Linked DNA regions of Bos taurus: region 1 is linked to region 2. A link is a contact called in public Hi-C data. All regions are on one chromosome and are shown on one strand. Each heading gives the region's core, a stretch centred on a gene start, on an enhancer-like site or on the middle of the called end of the contact. The rest is flanking DNA. Distances are from core to core; before and after follow the strand shown.

Region 1 (7,377 bases), core at 1,605-4,104, 130 kb before region 2:
TGATATCCGCTTCCCAGCCCTAATGGGAAGTCTAACATCACTAAAATGCCCATGCCGAGTGTCCAAAATACTAAAGCCACTACAGGACATTGAGCTCTGGGGTTTCCCAGCTTCAGGTTAATTCCTAATGTAATCATGCTTTATGTTCACATGGGCCCAGACACTCACAGAATAAGAAAAGGACTCCAGTTTTCCTAATACGGGTCCCGAGTTCTGGGAACACCTACTTCTGTGCAGTGGGGAGGGCCAAAGAAAATCATTTGCGGGGGCTCTCCTCTCTGTGGCTTTTCCCGTTCCTCTTTTTAATGGAATTGTTTGAGGGCTTTTGCGAATGCAGTCATTTCCAGGAGAGGAAGCCGCCTTCTTTCATGCCTCCAGCAGCTGGAGTGAATCAGAGGGGTAGTCCCATCTGGGCATCCTGTGGGGCAATCGCTCACGCGGGGGTGACGGAGCTCTCGGGGGACTGCTGGGGCGGGGCGGGGGTGGTGGGGTGTCGGGCACAGACTGGCGGGGCAGGGGCCTAACGGGAGTGGCCTCTCAAGGGGTGCCCCGTTTGCATCCGGCATGCGCGCCCCACCCCGTCCCTTCCTTCTCTGCCCTCTCCCCCGACTTCCCCCGGCAGTCGCAGAGCCGGAACGTCGGGTTAGTTCCCGCGGGCCTCCTCCCATCCGCTAGTAACACGCCCGCCCTCGGTTTACTACGGCGCCCGGTCGCCTAGCAACGGGAGAGCGTTGCCAAGGTGACGCTTGGAGCCTGTTTTGAATCGTTTGGCTAGGCCCAGCCCAGCGGCGGAGCGCCGGGATGTCCCGAGCGGGTGGGGCTCCCCGCCCGGGGCCTCTCTATCTTCCTGGGGGGACGGGGACGGCGTCCCGAGGGTCCTCCCAGGCGGGGTGGGCAGAGGGAGTGCGGAGATCCCCGTTCATCCCCCTGAATTCCGCTCACGAGCCGGTGGGCAGAGGGTCGGGAGGAGCTGAAACCCAAGTCTAAGGTCTCCGCGCACCCTGCCCCCTCCCCCTAAAGGTACGCCCCGGCTCCTGTTCTGCAGAAAGGTCTTGTCTCTGCCTCATTTCGTGGGTCCGAGAGACGGAACTTCGAGGCCACCAACCCACAGCAGATCTGAATTCTAGTCCCTGCCCCACCCCATGACTCTAAAGATTTTGGCCAAGTTCCCTAACCTCCTTGAGCGACTGTTTTCTCGGAGGCGAATTAAAGAGAGTTGTCCTCCTCGGTTACGCCGTCCCTCTCCTAGACGGTTTGGCAGTTCTTGCCTGGAGAATCCCAGGGACGGCGGAGCCTGGTAGGCTGCCGTCTATGGGGTCGCACAGAGTCGGATACGACTGAAGCGACTTAGCAGCCACGGACGTTTAATCCTCACTACCCGGAGAAGTCAGAACCCCAGTGTCTCAAGGCCACACGCTCGTAATCGCAGAGTCAACTTGGAAACCACCTGAGTCAAGGCCAGGCCGCCCCTCGGTCAAGGCGAAGCCTGGTCACCCTTACCCGTGGCCCAGTTATGAAAGCGCACTCAGAATGAGGCAACAGATTGCCTCCTTTAAACTTCACAGGTGTATACTGATAAACGGACTCTCCCATCATTTCCTCTGTATCTCTCCTCGTAAACCAATAAATTTTTTTTTTCCACTACGGCTAGTCCTAGCTGTATTCACTTCTGAGGGTTGGCCTATTCATGATATAATCGCTTAGGGAGATTCTGAACCAGGGAAGTGGGCTGAGCCCAATAATCTGGTGGTTCTTCAGAACTGTGAGCTCTTTTCTGAGGCTCCAGAAGTGTCTTTTTTTTTTTTTTTTTTAAGAAACTCCTTTTCTTCAGATATCTCTCACTTCCAGCCCATAAACAGCGCACCACATTGCTCTGTGTGTGTGTATTTTATTTCTCAAGCTAATTGTAAGTTTCATTTTTCTCCCCTGCGAAAGGTAAGATATAGGAGAGTGAACATCATTTTTTTTGTTTGTTTGTTTTTAGTAACCCTGTGAGCTGCAAGTTGGGAGTTGCCAACTTTCTCAAAATGGAAGGCAAGTCACTTCCAGATGTGCCTTCTCCACTAAACAAGCCAAGATATCTTTGTTGGCTGTGAGTGTCTTTCTGGGTCTGGAAGTGTCTCTGCAGATTCTGAGACCGGGAAGAGCCCAAGATTGTGCCGTCCTTTCTTAGTTCCAGCAGATTTTGGATTGGAGCTGGTCATGGGAATGCCTCAGCATCTCTTTCAGTTCACTGGAGTGATAGTTTATCACTGCTATCACTTCCGTGCCACTGGGCCTTTGCCAGGGACTAGATTTTGTAGTAGAAATCATACAGATGGAGAGGGAAAAAAGACCTAGAAGGCATTAAGCTGCCCTGGGAGCAGAGGAAAGGTGTGATAAGAGACAAAGGAGGAAGAAATGGAAGTTTTAATAGATGATGAAAGAACAAGAGGCCAAGGTAGGGCCATCACTGGGTTTATCAAAAAAAACTGGGCTCAAGTAACACATTTTTACTCCATTTCAGATAATCCTACCGAGTGTTCTCAAGCTCCTTACGATGAGTTTGTATAACCCATATTACACATCCAATAGTAAGGGGACTACACATGAGATAGTCATGAGATTTCAAAATTTAAGGTACCTACCTTCTGGGTGAGACAAACATTTTGAATCAGCTGAGAGGAATTGCTCATTCACTTTTGAAGTTATGAGGCAGAGGGGTTTCAGTGTTTCTTCTGTTATGTCTTAATTGGTTGCATGGGATGAACCTTGAGTGTGAAGATGAATCAGAGCCCCTCTTGCCAGCAGAGGGGTCAGGTGGTATGAGGTAGGCTGGAGAGGGTGTCCTCTCATAACCAGGACACGCTGGGGTGGGGCTGGCTGACCCAGGAGGCTGCCTCTGTGACATCACAGTGGCAGGCAGGGGTCTCCCTGCCGCTCACTCTGCCTCCTGCCCCCACCCTCAGAAGGACTGGGGCCACTCTGGGGTTACCGCCCAGAGGCCAGCATGTCTCTTGTGTCCTCCAGATCTTATGCTTTTATTGCTGTGCATAAGAATCACCTGGGCATCTTAGTAAACTATCAGCTTCTGAAAGTTGGGAATGGCTCCCATGGGACACTGACCAGCCCTCACAGGGCTGTAAGACCTTAGACCAGTGCTGTCCAAGAGAAATGCGATATGAGCCACAGATGTAATTTAAATTTTCCCAGTAGCCACATTAAAAAAAAAAGTAAAATTGAGACACACACTACAATCTAACAATGATATTTTATGCAGTGCTGTTGTTGATGTCAAAGGCAGGCCTCCCTCAAACAATAAAGTTGAGTCCAATGGAAAAAGTACGCTAGTAAATGTTCTAGTTCATTTAGACTAGTTTGCTATTTTAATAAGTACATAACGAGGATTTAGGAGCTTCTATTAAAAAATATTATTTTATTTATGGTTGTGTTGGGGCTTCGTTGCTGCTGGTGGGCTTTCTCGAGTTGTGGCAAGTGGGGGCTGCTCTCTAGTTGCAGTACGTGGGCTTCTCATTGCCATGGCTTCTCTTGTGGCAGAGCACAGGCTCTCGGGCACATGGCTTAGCAGTTGTGGCTCGTGGGTTCCAGAGCTCGGGCTCAGTAGCTGTGGTGCACAGGCTTAGTTGCTCTGCGCCATGTGGGATCTTCTGGGACCAGGGATGGAAACTGTGTCCCCTCCATTGGCAAGCAGATTCTTAACCACTGGACCACCATGGAAATCCTGCTTCCATTTTTAAAATGTAAATTGAAATGAAATAAAATTAGAAATCCAGTGCCGCAGTTGCACTCCTCCAAGGGCTTAAAGAGCTTGGTAGCTACTGGATAGCTCAGCTCTGGAGTATCCCCAGAGAAGGTCATGATGGACAGAAATTAGCACTCAAAAGAACTAAGAAACTAGTAGATATTCACTAATGTTATTTTAATAAGTACATAATGAGGATTGGAGCTGTTAACACTGAGGCTTGAAGAGTGTTTTCCGACTAAGGGTCCGGCTGGGGGCTTTCTGCCCTGTGCAGTGTCCAGCTTGGTCCACCTCTGAGCTTTCACCTTGGTATCCCTCACTGAGATTCCTTCTTCTTCCTGTCACCCCACCTAAGTCCTACATGACCTTCAGGGCGTATGATCCCACCCTAAATTCCATCCAGAGTCTTGCCCTGTTATTCTAGCCATCATTTCTCTGCCCACCCTCAGAGCCTGCATTGCATGGATGGTCTCACTGTGCTATAGGGGGCTTTCTTCCACAGGCTCTCACACTGCTTGCTTTGTTTCAGGAATGTTAGCCCATCTCGCTTATGAAATTCTAAGCTGCTGGAGGACAGAACCTACTTCTTTATTTCTATTGTGCTTAATATAGTGCTAAGGGTGTAATAGCTGCTCAACATATTATTTTGTTGAATGGACTGATAGCTAAGGGAATGTCCAAGATAAAACATCAGATCTAAAAGTAGCAATAACTTGAACAAAAGGAATAATACGCCTTGTTCTTGGCACATATCAATTTGATCAAGATGTCAGGTCTCCCTAAGTTAATTTATAAATTTAATGGAACCCTGATACAAATACCAAGGAGCATTTAAAAAGAGCAAGACAGATTGATATTAAATTCCTATGGGAAAATAAATGCACGAGACTAGCTAGGAAAACACTGGAAAGAAAGAGCTCAGAGGGGGGATTGTGTGTGTGTGCTCAGTCGCACCAACTTTTTGTGACTCCTTAGACTGTAGCCTGCCAGCCTCCTCTGTCCATGGAGTTCTCCAGGCAAGAATATGGGGGTGGGCTGCCATTTCCTCCTCCAGGGGATTTTCCAGACCCAGGGACTGAGCCTATGTCTTCTGCATCTCCTGAATTGCACTGGCAGGCAGATTCTCTACTACCTTGCCATTAGACTTTATAGCATGCTTTAATATGTCAGAGGGGGATTAGCCCGAACATATGGCATGCTACAAAGCTTCTACACTTAAAATAACGTGGTACTGACTGGTGCCTGGCTAGATAAACAGACCGGTGGAAGAGAAGAGAAAGTCCAGAAATAAGCACAGCTACAAATAAACACCCAGCATCTGACAAGGCTGATGTCTGTAATCATCAGGGCAAAGATGATCTTCTAACAAATAGTGTTGCCACAAACTGATAGCCATTTAGAAAAATATAAAGTATATCCATTTTTATACCATATATAAAAACAAACTCCAAATGAACTAGAGATCTGAATGCAAAAATGAATTATACAAATACCAGAAGAAAGCATGGGTAAATTTCTCTACAACTTAGATGTAAATAAAGGCTTTCTGAAAAGTGAAAGTGTTAGTTGCTCAGTCCTGTCTGACTCTTTGTGACCCCATGGACTTTGCGAGCCCACCGGGCTCTTCTGTCCATGGATTCTGTGGGCAAGAATACTGGAGTGGGTTACCATTTCCTCCTCCAGGGGATCTTCTTGACCCAGGGATCTAACCTGGGTCTCCCGTGTTACATACAGATTCTTTACTGCCTGAGCTACCAGGCTTTCTAACTATGCCTAAAAATATAGCTAGTAGATAAAAGATGGATTTGACTACACTGAAAAACAAAACAAACTTCATGGCAAAAATCACGATAAACAAAATAAAAAACAAACTGGGAGAAGATATCTGTAATATATATGACAGATAAAAGATTAATAACCCTAATATATAGAAGAAATTATAAAAATTAAGGAAGGAAAATGGCCAAAATTCCTATAGAAAAACTGGCAAAATTCAGAAACAGGCAAGGCACAAAAAGAGACATATAAATGGCCCTAAATACATGAAAAGATGTTCAACTTCATTTATTGTAAGAGTCAGGTCGATTAAAACTACAAGAAAATCATTTCTTATTTGTCAGATTGGCAAAACTGAAAAGTCGGACAATAAATCCCCTATGATTATACAGTGGAAGTGAGAAATAGATTTAAGGGACTAGATCCAATAGATAGAGTGCCTGATGAACTAAGGATGGAGGTTCATGACATTGTACAGGAGACAGGGATCAAGACCATTCCCATGGAAAAGAAATGCAAAAAAGCAAAATGGCTGTCTGGGGAGGCCTTGCAAATAGCTGTGAAAAGAAGAGAAGCAAAAAGCAAAGGAGAAAAGGAAAGATATAAGCATCTAAATGCAGAGTTCCAAAGAATAGCAAGGAGAGATGAGAAAGCCTTCCTCAGCAATCAGTGCAAAGACATAGAGGAAAACAACAGAATGGGAAAGACTGGAGATCTCTTCAAGAAAATTAGAGATACCAAGGGAACATTTCATGCAAAGATGGGCTCCATAAAGGACAGAAATGGTATAGACCTAACAGAAGCAGAAGATATTAAGAAGAGGTGGCAAGAATACACAGAACTGTACAAAAAAGGTCTTCACGGCCCAGGTAATCATGATGGTGTGATCGCTTACCTAGAGCCAGACATCCTGGAATGTGAAGTCAAGTGGACCTTAGAAAGAATCACTATGAACAAAGCTAGTGGAGGTGATCGAATTCCAGTTGAACTATTCCAAATCCTGAAAGATGATGCTGTGAAAGTGCTGCACTCAATATGCCAGCAAATTTGGAAAACTCAGCAGTGGCTACAAGACTGGAAAAGGTCAGTTTTCATTCCAATCCCAACGAAAGGCAATGCCAAAGAATGCTCAAACTACCACACAATTGCACTCATCTCACACGCTAGTAAAATAATGCTCAAAATTCTCCAAGCTAGGCTTCAGCAATACATGAACCGTGAACTTGCAGATGTTCAAGCTGGTTTTAGAAAAGGCAGAGGAACCAGAGAGCAAATTGTCAACATCTGCTGGATCATGGAAAAAGCAAGAGAGTTCCAGAAAAACATCTATTTCTGCTTTATTGACTATGCCAAAGCCTTTGACTGTGTGGATCACAATAAACTGTGGAAAATTCTGAAAGAGATGGGAATACCAGACCACCTGACCTGCCTCTTGAGAAACCTATATGCAGGTCAGGAAGCAATAGTTAGAACTAGACATGGAACAACAGACTGGTTCCAAATAGGAAAAGGAGTACATCAAGGCTGTATACTGTCACCCTGTTTATTTAATTTATATGCAGAGTACATCATGAGTAATGATGGGTTGGAAGAAGCACAAGCTGGAGTCAAGATTGCCAGGAGAAATATCAATAACCTCAGATATGCAGATGACACCACCCTTATGACAGAAAGTGAAGAGGAACTAAAAAGCCTCTTGATGAAAGTGAAAGAGGAGAGTTAAAAAGTTGGCTTGAAGCTCAACATTCAGAAAACGAAGATCATGGCATCTGGTCCCATCACTTCATGGGAAATGGATGGGGAAACAGTGGAAACAGTGTCAGACTTTATTTTTGGGGGCTCCTAAATCACTGCAGATG
Region 2 (6,942 bases), core at 3,438-5,937:
GCTACTCAATAAACACACTCCAGGGTTTGGAAGAAGTTATCAGTCAGCAATCTGACCCCTGGCTTAGTGATCATGCAGCCAAATTACCAACATCTCAACTGTCCAGATGAGAAGTTGATGATTCTCAATGTCTCTGCTATGAGTTACCCATCAGAAAAGGAAAGGTGTCCACAGAGATCTGATTAATTTCTCATGGTTGTGCATGTGTGCTAAGTCGCTTCAGTCATGTCCAACTCTGTGCGACCCTATGGACTGTAGGGTCCTCTGTCCCTACACCAGGCTCCTCTGTCCATGGAGTTCTCTAGACAAGAATACTGGAGTGGGTTGCCATGCTCTCCTCCAGGGGATCTTCCTGACCCAGGGATCAAACCCGCAATTCTTGTGTCTTCTGCGCTGCAGGCGGATTCTTTGCCACTGTGTCACAAGGGAAGCCCTTCTCATGGTCAGACCACCCTAAAGGTGTTAGGTTGCCTGCAAAGGGTGAAGAAGCAATAGAAGGCAGCCTCAGGGCTTTGTTCTTTTGCTTCTTTCATTTTGTGGGAGGAGATAAGAAACCAATAAATATTGAAGTGGATGGAGCCAGCTAGAGAGGGCCGTCAGCCCTTCACCCACATCAGCTGGGCATTTACAGCTCCAGTCACCAGCAAGCATAATCTTCAGGTTCAGTTTCACTAACTGCAATGAATATCCTATTAGCAAAGATCTTCATCCAGATCTGGAATGGTCAGTGGCTGTGACGCTTGTATCAGGGACAGGAGTGTAAAGAGACCGCTGCCCTAGTGTGGTCTGAGCGATGTGGGAAGGAAAGGGGAAGTGTGGTCAGAAACAAGGATGGCGGTGGAGGAAAGAGAACTGGCGGGCCTGTCGGTTAGGGCAGAGAGAGGAACAGGAAAGGGATAACTAGAGCCTGTATGTAGCTCTAAGTGGCTAACCTCCATTTTTCTTGACAGTCACTTCTCTGCTAGAGTCAGCATTCATGCCTCCAATACTTTTCTCAGTTTTCCACCCAGCCCCATGGAGTCCTGACCAACCCTGTCCCATGTCTGTTGGGGGTGGTGAGGATAAAGGGGGGATCCTACCCTGCTTCCAGTGCCAGGTGGGGAGACCTGTTCCTGGCACCCTGCATAGAACAGTCAGTGGACATCCTATCCCTTGAGAATGCTGTGGATTCAGTAGCTCTGGTGGCCTGGGTCCAACTCCAAGCACCACAAAAAATGTTGTTATGGAAGCCCCAACAGCAACATGACGAGCTTTGGGACTGCCTTGAGCTTCTATGCTCTATGAGGGGGTAGGTGTGTCTCTTAGATCTTCAGAAATGCCATGCTGTTTTCCGTTGCAGTCTGGTTGGAGCTCCCCAGCTAGGACAAAGTATCTGCTTTCCACTGGAAAGGGCCGTAAATAGCATTCTTTTTCATTCTTAAAAAATTTATTTATTTTTAATGGAAGCATAATTGCTTTATAATATTGTGTTCGTTTCTGCCATTCATCAACATGAATCAGCCATAGGTATACATATGTCCCTTCCCTCTTGAACTTCCCTAAAATGCTTCATTTCAAATGCTGTAAAATTATAATCCTTTAATTTCTAAATATACAATTGCAATCTTTGATAATTATTACTCAAGAACAGTTATGTTTTATGAGTATTGTTGTCAATTGTTGTCACCAATAGAGCAACACGCAGATGTGTCCATAGCATTTTGAAGAGCTCAGAGAGAGAAATCAATGACAGCTTTAGTGAAACCTACTGCCAGGACAGAAAGTTGTAGCAGCCAATACTTCCAAAGATATAAATGCTCGGAAGTGGTCTCTTTTCAGTACTTTCATATGAAGCAAGATTCACACGAGGGCAGGGAATGAGGCTCTCAGAAAGTGGCCCTGCATGTGATGGGTGGGTAGATGTCTCAAGAGCACTGGGTCCTCTATTATCTCTACCCAAACTGCTCTCCAATTTGATAGGTCTCCCCTCACCTGTTAAGTATGTGGACTTCCCAGGCGGCTCAATGGTAAAGAATCTACCTGCCAATGCAGGAGATGCAAGAGTTCCATTCTCCAGTTGGGAAGATCCCTTGGAGGAGGAAAGGGCAACCCATTTCAGTATGTTTGCCTGGAGAATTCCCATGGACAGAGGAGCCTGGCGGGCTACAGTCCATAGGATCACAAAGAGTCAGACACGACTGAGCACACACACATGCTGGTCCCTAAAGATCTTAAGAATTACCTCCCATCTTCCTATCTTGGAGTTTCTCTGCTGGGAGGGGGCAACCTATAGTATAGGGATAGACATTTAAGAAGGTAGTTCATTCTGCTTCCAAATGTGTTGGGGAGGGCTACTGAAATTCAAGGAAGCCCTTCTAAGCTGGCAATGGATGATCCCAATAAAACCTGACAGATTTCAGGCAGTGAAAAGATGGAGAAGCTACTACCTGTGTTATGTGATAGCTCCAGTAAACAGCTTCTACTTCTGGCTGGATACAACAGCCAAAAGCAGATAGAATTGTGTGTTCTGTGCACTAAGAACACTTGCTAATTCAAGGTATTTTGCTCCTTTTTTTGGTGGAAAGATATAGTGTGATTCAGTTCAGTTCAGTCTCTCAGTCATATCTGACTCTCTGCGACCCCATGGACTGCAGCTTGCCAGGCTTCCCTGTCTGTCACCAACTCTTGGAGCTTACTCAAACTCATGTCCATCAAGTGGGTGATAACATCTAACCATCTTGTCTTCTGTTGTCCCCTTCTCCTCCTGCCTTCAATCTGTCCCAGCATCAGGGTCTTTTCCGATGAGTCAGTTCTTTGCATCAGGTGGCCAAAGTATTGGAACTTCAGCTTCAGCATCAGTCCTTCCAATGAATATTCAGGACTGATTTCCTTTAAGATTGACTGGTTTGATCTCCTTGCTGTCCAAGGGACTCTCAAGAGTCTTCTCCAACACCACAGTTCAAAAGCATCAGTTCTTCAGTGTTCAGCTTTCATGTTCCAACTCTCACATCCATATGTGGCTATTGGAAAAACCATGGTGCGATTACAGAAATCTAAATACCCTGAAAGAAAATTGCTATCTTGCTTGATCTCCTCACCCACTCCTGCCTGAACCTCACAGGGGAATAGTGATCAGGTGGGGCTGTGGTTTTAGATAAGAAGTGAGAACTGGTGGGCAGGAAAACTCGTGTATGTGGAGTGATGGAGGTGGTGGTGAGGCAGTAGACTAGCCAAGGGGGATGAGCAGGGTATTTGGAAAGCATGAATGTTCAAATGATCAAAATGGAGAGTGTGAGCAGGGGCAAAAAGAATCAGGCTCAACACTGGAGGGTTACAGAGCAGTCTAAGGAGACAGAGAATTCTGCTGGATCCCCAGCAGTGTGTCAGAGAGGAAACTCCTAACATTCTCCTTGACCTCATATAGGAGGCCTTGCTTGGTGTACTGTATTCCGTCTCTGGCCCCTCAACCCCTATTAGGAGCAGGATGTTTGTCAATTAAAAGCAAAGGAAAAAAAAAAAAAAAAGTCATTTCTATAGCCCAAGGAGGATTAAGCACAATCTCGTTATATAATGTTTTAATTTCCTGCATTCAGAGAATTAATTCAGGCCTGTTCCCTTCCCTGTAAGGGGTGAGATCAGGATCTAGTGATGGTGTGAGTCTGGGGGGAGTGGGGAGGGTGACCAACACAGGGATGGGAAGAGTCAGTTTCTCCTCTTCATCCCCAAGGGTGGTCCTTAGTGGTCCCTCCCTGCAAGGAGCAAGGATTAGGTGTAGAGATAATTTCTAAGGGGAGCAAAATGATTTTATTCACACTGCCCTGTGACCCCAACAGCAGGTATCCTATTGCTTCACATGGGGCAGCCTGGTGAATGGATGACTCAGTTGCTGCTCAGTTTCATATAATAGCAATAACAATAACAGTAACAGTAACCCCATTAGTATCTGCCAAGCCCAAGCACTGTGTTGGGAATTCTCCGTCTAGGATTAAATGTAACACTGTACGATGAGCATTGCAACCCCCACCTTCCATAGGAGGGAACTGACACCTGGAGGTCCAACAACTTTATGTGATTCTAACTCGACCTGTGTCTAATTCAAAAATCTCCTTTCACTGTGCATTAAAGTCAAGCAGAAAATTGAGGAGGTGTGATTTAGGAGGTGTGCAAGGATCTGAGAAAAGCAAAAATGCACCGGAATGTATGGGGAGATTATGAATAACAGGCACGAAAGCTCTAAGCTCTGTCCTGAAGCCAAGCAGTAAACATCATCATTTTGATCATTCACAATTGGAGAAATTTCTACAGAAAGAGTCTGGGTGGTAGGGAAGTGCTTAGATGGCGAAGGAGGGTGGGAGCGGTTGGAATGGGTCAGGGTGGGCAGTGGAGGCCAGTGTCTGCCTTTCATTCTTGGCTTGTCAACAGCAACCTCCTCCTTCCCCCCACCAGGGTACAGTAGATCATTCTGGATTTGGAGTGCCTGATGAGGAAAGGGACAGATCAAAAGCACTGGAAGTGTTGCAATGGTCATATCCACGCTCTCCAATAAGTACCCTGTCTGAAGTGGAAGGGACTCAAGCTCAAAGCTTTAATTAAATGAGGTGGAGGGAGAGAGAGAGAAATGGGACACAGTTACTGGATGTGCACAGCCATCTCCTCCCTGGGAGGGGACAGCCACACATCCACCCTCCCTAGGGTGTGAGTAACATGAGCCCTTTCCTTCTGAAGTTCCAGCAAGCCTGCACCGCCTCTTAACTGTCTTGGGTGTGACAAAGCATTCCTGCCACTGTCATCAATCAAAGTGGCCGCCCCCTCATGCATCCTTCACACTTCCTCTATTCTAGGCTTGATGATCCATGGGCTCCCCTCTTCACTTCTGCTGAGATGATGACTGAATGCTTCCATTTACCCATGCACATTCTTAATCTGTTAGTTCCCCATCCTCCCATCCACCGTGTGATGGATGCATCTGCTGATGGGCTGTACTGAGTCCAGAAGGATTGGCATTTGGGTAAATGTCACACACAAGCCAAAGGCACGTTTGATCCCTCCCGCTGCATCCAGCCCTCAGAACTGTCATACTGAGTCGTAGGAAATATAATCCTCTGCCCCCAGACCAAAAGCAGAGTCCCTGCCATGATGTAGCCCAAAGACTCAGGTGCAACACAAGTCTTAAATATTCCACTGGTAGATGATCAGACCATTAAACTGTAATTGGGTTGTTATAACTATTGAATATCCAACAGCATTATTATAGTGGAAGTTGTGGCTCTCACATTTTATATTTCATACGGGATCAAATTAGTAGCCCATTTGGTCTCTGGGCATTGAGTAATAGCTGCCAGTCTTAGGAAGGCATCCGCTTCAATTAAAATCGCTGGGTGAGCAGTTTGATAGAAGTGTGGACAACTTCCCTAATGGAAAATGCAAATTTATATGACATTGTTGCATAGAGACCTGAAATGACAGCTGTGAAAGGCCTTTAAAAAACCAAAATCCTACTTTTGACCTGTACAATGCAAACAAAATAATAACAGTTACCATAAAATTTTTCCTGTTTTGAAACAGGCTGTATTAGAGGGATGAATATATAAATATCTGAGGTAGAATTTTCTTTCTGTTTAGATCTATGTAAACAGATGAACAGGCACTTGGGGAACTGGGCTAACTAATTAGGTGTTGGCAGGAATTTATGGAATCATGATGATTTTTACTGTAACTCCTCTTGATTTCAGCAGAGAACCCACCCACCTGGGAAAGCTGAAATAACGCATTGAATGAGAGTAACCTCTCCTTTGTCTTTCGTGTTCTCCTTTCTTTTCAGAGCTCTCTTCACCCTCAAGCCATAGAAAAGCCAAGATGCTGGTGTTACTGGCGAGTATCTTTGTGGTCCACATTGCCACCGTCATCATGTTATTCGTTTCTACCATTGCCAACGTGAGTCCTGTTCTTCTGTTCATTCATTCATTTGGAAGTTATTTGAATATTTACACTAAGTGCTACAAAAGATGTTTAAGCCATTGTGAATTTACAGCTTAGTTGTGGAAAAAATTAAACACATACTTGCACTTCAAACAACTAAATATTAATAACAAGTGTCTAAATGAATGATCTCGCCAGGTTGGAGAATACAGTGAGGCTTCTCAGGGGAGGTGGAGCTTGGAGGATGGGTAGATGGGTGGGGTTTCTCTCTGCTAGAGATGCAGAGTGAAAGGAACTTGGGAAGCATTCCAGGAGGTGTGCCCAGCCAGGGAGTACAGGTGGGAGGGACAGGCTTTGTTCAGGACGTAATGAAGACACCATGCGGCAGGCCAAACTTCCTTCTGCGAACCTTGATTAGAAGGAGAAATGGGAGTGAGATGATGAGATGCTTTGGTGGTCCGACCAACAAATACAAGTTTTGAGCAGAGAGTAGCATGTGAGAGTGCAATTATGCAAGATTAACCACGTTTGCCTGAATTAACTAAAAAAAAAAAAAAAAGACTAAAAATACAGAGTAAGCCATAGGCTCTGCTCTCTGAATCTGGGGCTACTCTGACCTCTAGTGGTAGTTTGCAGAGTCCAGTTTGCTTTTCTCGGAAAAAACAAAAACAAGACAACTCCTTGGACCTAAAAACCAAGGCCATGCATCACTAGATAAACAGATATGATCCCGGAATCTCTGTGGGTCCTTGTTACAGTTGAAGGATAATGGGTTTTAAATTTCAGAGAGAAGAGTTTTACCAGCATCGGTGGGTACGATTATAAACAAGAATCAGTGAGACATCACTGTGATGACAGACCCCTCGCCGTGTGGACTCCTCCAAACTTGAATTTAGTGTTCTGTACAACCCCCTCCCCCACCACCGAGTCTCTCAGTTTACCAGGTCCAGTAAATGGCTTCAAACTGTTTTAATGGATGCCCAGTGCTGAAATCTGAATTATCAGCCTCTAACATGGGGCTGAACACACAGCTGCTTATTAAGT

The links. A called contact is a pair of places that touch in the nucleus more often than the background predicts.
Region 1: a Hi-C map of an unstated tissue shows a contact between it and region 2, with 6 times the contacts expected there. The contact joins the promoter of GSG1 here to the enhancer-like site in region 2. A contact is called at or near these places in 2 of 11 Hi-C or Micro-C datasets (skeletal muscle and an unstated tissue).

What each region holds. Positions count from the first base shown.
Region 1 is chr5:96,761,767-96,769,143 of ARS-UCD2.0, reverse strand. It overlaps GSG1 (germ cell associated 1), which reads right to left and starts at 2,854. Exons shown (of 6, transcript NM_001428283.1): 1 at 2,628-2,854. The coding sequence starts at 2,675.
Region 2 is chr5:96,636,691-96,643,632 of ARS-UCD2.0, reverse strand. EMP1 (epithelial membrane protein 1) reads left to right here. Exons shown (of 6, transcript XM_010805480.4): 3 at 5,801-5,913. The coding sequence starts at 5,836. Among named protein-coding and RNA genes, the nearest start is that of EMP1, 14 kb to the left of the region's middle. Within about 2 kb of position 4,687, at least 9 of the 102 cell types and tissues checked have an H3K27ac peak or open chromatin away from gene starts, as enhancers often do.